Linked DNA regions of Sus scrofa: region 1 is linked to region 2. Evidence: chromatin contacts called from public HiChIP or PLAC-seq data. All regions are on one chromosome and are shown on one strand. The core of a region is the stretch at or near the end of the contact, and the rest is flanking DNA. Distances in the headings are between cores, read along the strand shown.

Region 1 (2,713 bases), core at 60-2,559, 420 kb before region 2:
ACAGCATAAGGAATACAAACAATAGTGTACTATAACTAGGTAATGTGATAAACATCACTATTGGCAATCATAGTACTATATATGCATTAATAATACCCTGTATACCTTACACAAAACAAAACCAGCCAGTTATATAAGGCTTACAAAAGGTAAAAATAATAAATAAAACAAGCATCACTGGATGGAGAAATACATAAAGCAAAAGTGAGTAAAAAGAAGACCGAAGGTTAGTAACATTCAAATGACTGTTCATTCTCTGCTTTTATCTGTATAATGTGTTTGACAGAATCAATTTGTATATATTACAGTCTGCAAGATGGCAATCTCTATAAAATAATGTCACAGTAAGCAAGAAAATGGCATTTGAATTTCAGTATTTAATTCATACCTGCATAAATTAATTTTTGACCTGCTACAGGAAAGGCATCTTTCCCCTTTTCAGATTCAATCTTCTCTTTCAGTGCTTTCACCTATTGGAAAAATAAAAAAATTCTGAAAAAGTCTAAACAACAAATGACAATCCAGAATCTGAATGAATGATGTAATATGTTTATACATATTAATGATTCTAAAGCTTAAAATATCATGTCTTTATAATCCTATATCAAAAGACTCATAAAGGTAAATTCTCCATAAAAGTAAACTCTCTAACTTAAAAGGTCTAAGAAGTAAAGTAGTTGTGTCTACAACAATAAAAGTTAAATATGAATGTTAAAGAGCAAATTATTCACTTTAAAAGTGTTTATGTTTCATTATAATCACCTGAGGAAGCATTATGAAAACCAACTTAAAACATAATTTCTGAAGGTGGGGTCTGGACATCAGTGTTTTTTTTTTTTTTGTCTTTTTGTCTTTTTTTGTTGTTGTTGTTGTTGCTATTTCTTGGGCCGCTTCCGCGGCATATGGAGGTTCCCAGGCTAGGGGTCTAATCTGAGCTGTAGCCACAGGCCTACACCAGAGCCACAGCAACGCGGGATCCGAGCCTCGTCTGCAACCTACACCACAGCTCACGGCAACGCCGGATCGTTAACCCACTGAGCAAGGGCAGGGACCGAGAACCCGCAACCTCACGGATCCTAGTCGGATTCGTTAACCACTGCGCCACGACGGGAACTCCCTGGACATCAGTGTTTTTTAAAAGCTTTACAGCTGGTTCCAAAGTTTGGCTGAGGCTGAATTACTTAAACATCTTGAACAAGTAGCTTGGTTTTTCTTAGCAAAAGTCTCATCTATAAAGAGGGACTGGGATAGATGATCTTTATGCTCTCTTCAATTCCTAAAATTACATGACAACAGGTTCATTACGTATTTAGAAAATGAGTCCAATCAATTTCTGAAGTAGGCTGACATAGAAGTAAAAAAGGCAAGGAGACATAATGAAACTAAATTTCACTACTTTAAAATCAAGGGAGAAAAATTCCATTTCCATCACTTTGCCAGAATACTTTTGAAAATTGTCTAAGTTGACAGTTCTGAACTTTAAGTAGAAAACTGTCATGACATGGATACAAAGGGAAGGTTCCTCCCCATATCACATTGCTGCTATAAGTAGCAGCTGAAATCCAAAACCAGCTCTTCTGACTCCAAGCTCTAATTAGACCAAAGTATTTAACAAGCGCCACATAAATCACCCTTGCTATACTGAAGTGGGTCAGTAGCATCACTCACTGCCACTCTGATGTTTCCCAAAGTGGAAATTCATTACAAGAATCTCAACCCACTCTATGATTAAGAGTGGGAAATAAAAGATATTCTCTGGAGTTCCCGTCGTGGCTCAGTGGTAACAAACCCAACTAGTATCCATGAAGATGCAGGTGTGATACCTGGCCTTGCCATGGGTTGTGGTGTAGGTTGCAGACAAAGCTCGGATCCCACATTGCTGTGGCTGTGGTATAGGCTGGCAGCTACAGCTCTGATTCACCCCCTAGCCTGGAAACTTCCATATGTTGCAGGTTCGGCCCTAAAAAGACAAGGAAAAAAAAAGATATTACCTAAATTTCTGAGACAGTAACCTTTAAAGACCATCTAGTTAAACCCCTGTATTCCTTCTAGATGCAAGGCCCAGCACACCATTTCCAAGGTGTGGTCCAGGAGTCCTGGAGATTCACAAGACTCTGTTAGATGGGCTGCAAGATTTGCTCCTACTTTCTCACAAGTATACAGTTGTGTTTTCCAGAGGCTACAAAGCATGTGATATGACAAAAGACTGAATGCAGAAGCGGATGAGACTCCAGCTATCTTCTACTAAGCCAAACATTATAGAGATTGATAAAACAAAGACAATGTCAGTCTTCTCAATGCTTTTTATTATTGTTGTTTACACAAATATTAACTATAAAATTTAATGGATTTATTATTTTAAGAGAATAATTAAAAAACCTCCCAGTTTTTTTTAAATGATTTTTATTTTTTCCATTATAGTTCGTTTATAGTATTCTATCAATTTTCTGCTGTAAAAAACTTCCCAGTTTTAGGTTTCTAATACAACAAGTATCAACAAATGTAAGTATATACACGAAAGTTATTTTGGAGTCCTAATAATTTTTAAGTGTAAATGGGTCTTGGAAACAATAAGTTTGAGAATTGCTATCTTATAATGCTACATGGCTTTCCCAAAGTCAAGTGGTGGCAGAATGGTTGAGAGCATCCTATGGGGAATGATAAATTTCCCTCCACACTTCTTTGTTTAGAGAGGTGAGAGATACAATATTTA
Region 2 (2,753 bases), core at 5-2,504:
GTGTTCTGGTTCAACTGGCCAGACGAGGGCTTAGGGAGCAAGTCTGGCCTTCCCCAGCTGGGCTCTGTGGCAGCTAAGCCTCTCCACAAATCCTGGGCTTAATTACTTCTGACACAGTTGTCTCGCCTGGGCCTTCAGCTCCTTTTGTGCTCAAACCAATCTGAATCCAAAGGTAAGTCTTTGCCTACTCATCTTGGGCAATGCTTAATTTCCTACTAGGTGATCCTGAATTTTCATCAGGACCCACTGGTTCCTAGTGGAATTTTCCCCCTCTTTCCTTGAGTGGTCTTTGTTAAAAGTCCATTCAAAAGCCCGGCAAGAACTTTCTGCATTAAGCAGTTTCATCTTCAAGTATTTATTTTTTTGAACAAATAAGTACCTCCCCACCTTCCTTCACCCTCCAGAGCAGGCTCTGCTCTCTGAATGAAGTTAGGGGTAAGCGGTGGACCAACTCAGCAGAAGTGTTTTATTAATATCCAGAAGCAACATGCAGTGAACTAAACAAGCAAACACATGAAAGCAAGGAAATCAATACCAAAATACCCATGACCTGGCACAAAAAGAAACCTTCCCTCCAAGAATAACTCAAGGAAAAAAAATGTCTCCAGCTAGGAATTAGGCAAGAATGCTTTGAAGACATCAAGTAATCTGCTTACCAGAATTAAAAGACAATGCATCTGCAGGTGAACCATCCTGGTAAACTCTCACCCCTCACTACTCTGCCTCTGGTCCTTCCAAGCCCCCAAAAATCCAATCCTGTGTTGGAGCCAGACATCTCAAGACTAAAAATCCTATGTAGGCATCAACTGGTCAAGACAGAATCCCTCAGAAAGTAGACACATTTTATAATAGCATTTCCAAGCAGAAGAGGTAAATCCAAAGTGCTTCCAATGGACTTTCTATTTCTCAGTGTGGGCAGTTCTCTAGATACAAAGTTCAAGGGGACAAAAGATTCAAAAGGGCTTCCTAATAAACCACAAATGCAGCCTAAATTCATAAAAATCCATTTTCCCTTACTTGGAAACTTCTTCTCCTGGATTTTATAAATCCCAGAGACAGTTCCATTTAGGATTATCTTTTCTCCAGTGGCCCCCTCACCCCACCCCACACTTTTTTTTTTTTTTTTTCTTTCTCCCTTCAGTACTGGCATGCAAACCATGCTGTTTTAACTTCTTTCCTGTTCTCCCAGTTCTTCTGGAACATTTTATTTTCGACAGTCAACTCATCTGGAGGAGTGCCACACTGAGGTCCAACTGTTTATAGCGTTAACTGTGTTTCTGCCAGAAGTCCACATCCAGCCCTACCTTCTCCAGACTGTCTCCTGGATTAAGAATTTATGCTTTTGTTTGGAAGAAGCTTAGAAAATGTGGAAACTTCCAAACATCACTCTTCTTCTTTACAAAGTTACTTTCACTTGCCCAAGACGAATCAGAAATGGGAAGCCACTGTCACCTTTCTTCAAGTACTGCCCCAGCCCCTCCCCCACCCCCCACAGTTAAAAATGTTGCTTGTGCTGTTCAAAAATCATTCTGAAGCTGACTTCATGTATACTGGCACCTGGGAAATAGCTAGCCATTGGCTCTGCAAGACACAATTGGGCCTTAAGAGGATACATAGAGGGCACACTCTCAAGATGAGCCAGTAACACTGGGAAATCACCAGTCATCATTTTAGACTGGATTTCACTCTTTTGGCCATTCATCAGTATTACAAAATGGTCTCTCTGAAAGAAACCAGTTTAAATCTGTACCAAGTTGCAAAATAGATCCTCAGAGTTCAATTGTGGGCAAGTTGCAATAGACCCAGACAAACTTCCAAGGAAGGGCATTTGAAAAGGACTCTCCAGCCCTGAAGGACAGAACTACAGAGAAAGAGGAGGACAATGTGAAGACGAGCACAGCTACAAACCCAAGAGTTAAAACTTGCCCCCAAGTCCCACCAACAAAACTGACTTCTGGGGGGGGTGTCACATCTATCAACAACCATGCTCAGCCCTGGGCTGCCCCACATGCCACTCCCAACAATAAAAGTCAATACTCCTGCCCTACTAGCATATTATTTCAGTTTCTCTGACAGCCTTGCACTCTGGAGAGGCAAGCTGATGTTTCACTAACAGCTACAATCATGGGCAGTACGGTGGTGGAAAGGCCACTGGGTTGGGAGTCAGCCGACCTGAGTTCGAGGCCTGGCTTTGTTACAAATGAACTTTCTGACCAAGTCACTTCACCTCCTCTCTGTGCCAGTTTCCTCCTCAGTTCAATGCAGTGGAGAGCAGAGGGGAGATGTGAAGGAGATGATCTCTCTAAGGCACAGAACTAGCTTTTTGAGTTCTGACAGGTGACTATGAAACACTGAATGTCATCATTTAAGATGTTACCAAGCAGTCAACTTTTAAATGATTTTTTTAATGTTAATTTCTACTTGGGAAATAATATTTTTGTCCATCATCCCAAAATCTCAGCTTAATCCTGATGTTCCCCAGAGTTCCTTATATTACAATAAATGCCTCTTTTCCTCTTCTTATTTTTTTAAGCAACCTTCCCCAAACTAAGACTTGTGCTATTAAAAGAGCTTAGAACTTCCCATTTCCTTGCTAGGGCTAAAATTAAACTGTCCATTCCTTAGGGCCCAACATAACATCTGCCAGATGTCTTGGCATATCGCACAAGAATAGGAATTTTCTTCTAGCATTATCTACTTTCCTATTTTCTCATAATCAATTAATAGGTCACCAACACCTGACTAATGTTCCT

The links. HiChIP or PLAC-seq counts read pairs in DNA pulled down with a chosen protein or histone mark.
Region 1: a contact with region 2 is called in an H3K27ac HiChIP or PLAC-seq map of skeletal muscle. The contact joins two enhancer-like sites. A contact is called at or near these places in 2 of 47 Hi-C or Micro-C datasets (heart right ventricle and skeletal muscle) and 1 of 2 datasets of contacts at active chromatin or transcription factors (skeletal muscle).

The regions. Positions count from the first base shown.
Region 1 is chr1:248,461,402-248,464,114 of Sscrofa11.1, reverse strand. RAD23B (UV excision repair protein RAD23 homolog B) reads right to left here. Exons shown (of 10, transcript XM_001927866.6): 2 at 389-470. Among named protein-coding and RNA genes, the nearest start is that of RAD23B, 15 kb to the right of the region's middle. Within about 2 kb of position 1,309, at least 2 of the 83 cell types and tissues checked have an H3K27ac peak or open chromatin away from gene starts, as enhancers often do. A contact at or near this core is called in skeletal muscle, where this site is marked.
Region 2 is chr1:248,037,657-248,040,409 of Sscrofa11.1, reverse strand. All of the region lies in intron 1 of ZNF462 (zinc finger protein 462), which reads right to left. Among named protein-coding and RNA genes, the nearest start is that of ZNF462, 9.9 kb to the right of the region's middle. Within about 2 kb of position 1,254, at least 21 of the 83 cell types and tissues checked have an H3K27ac peak or open chromatin away from gene starts, as enhancers often do. A contact at or near this core is called in skeletal muscle, where this site is marked.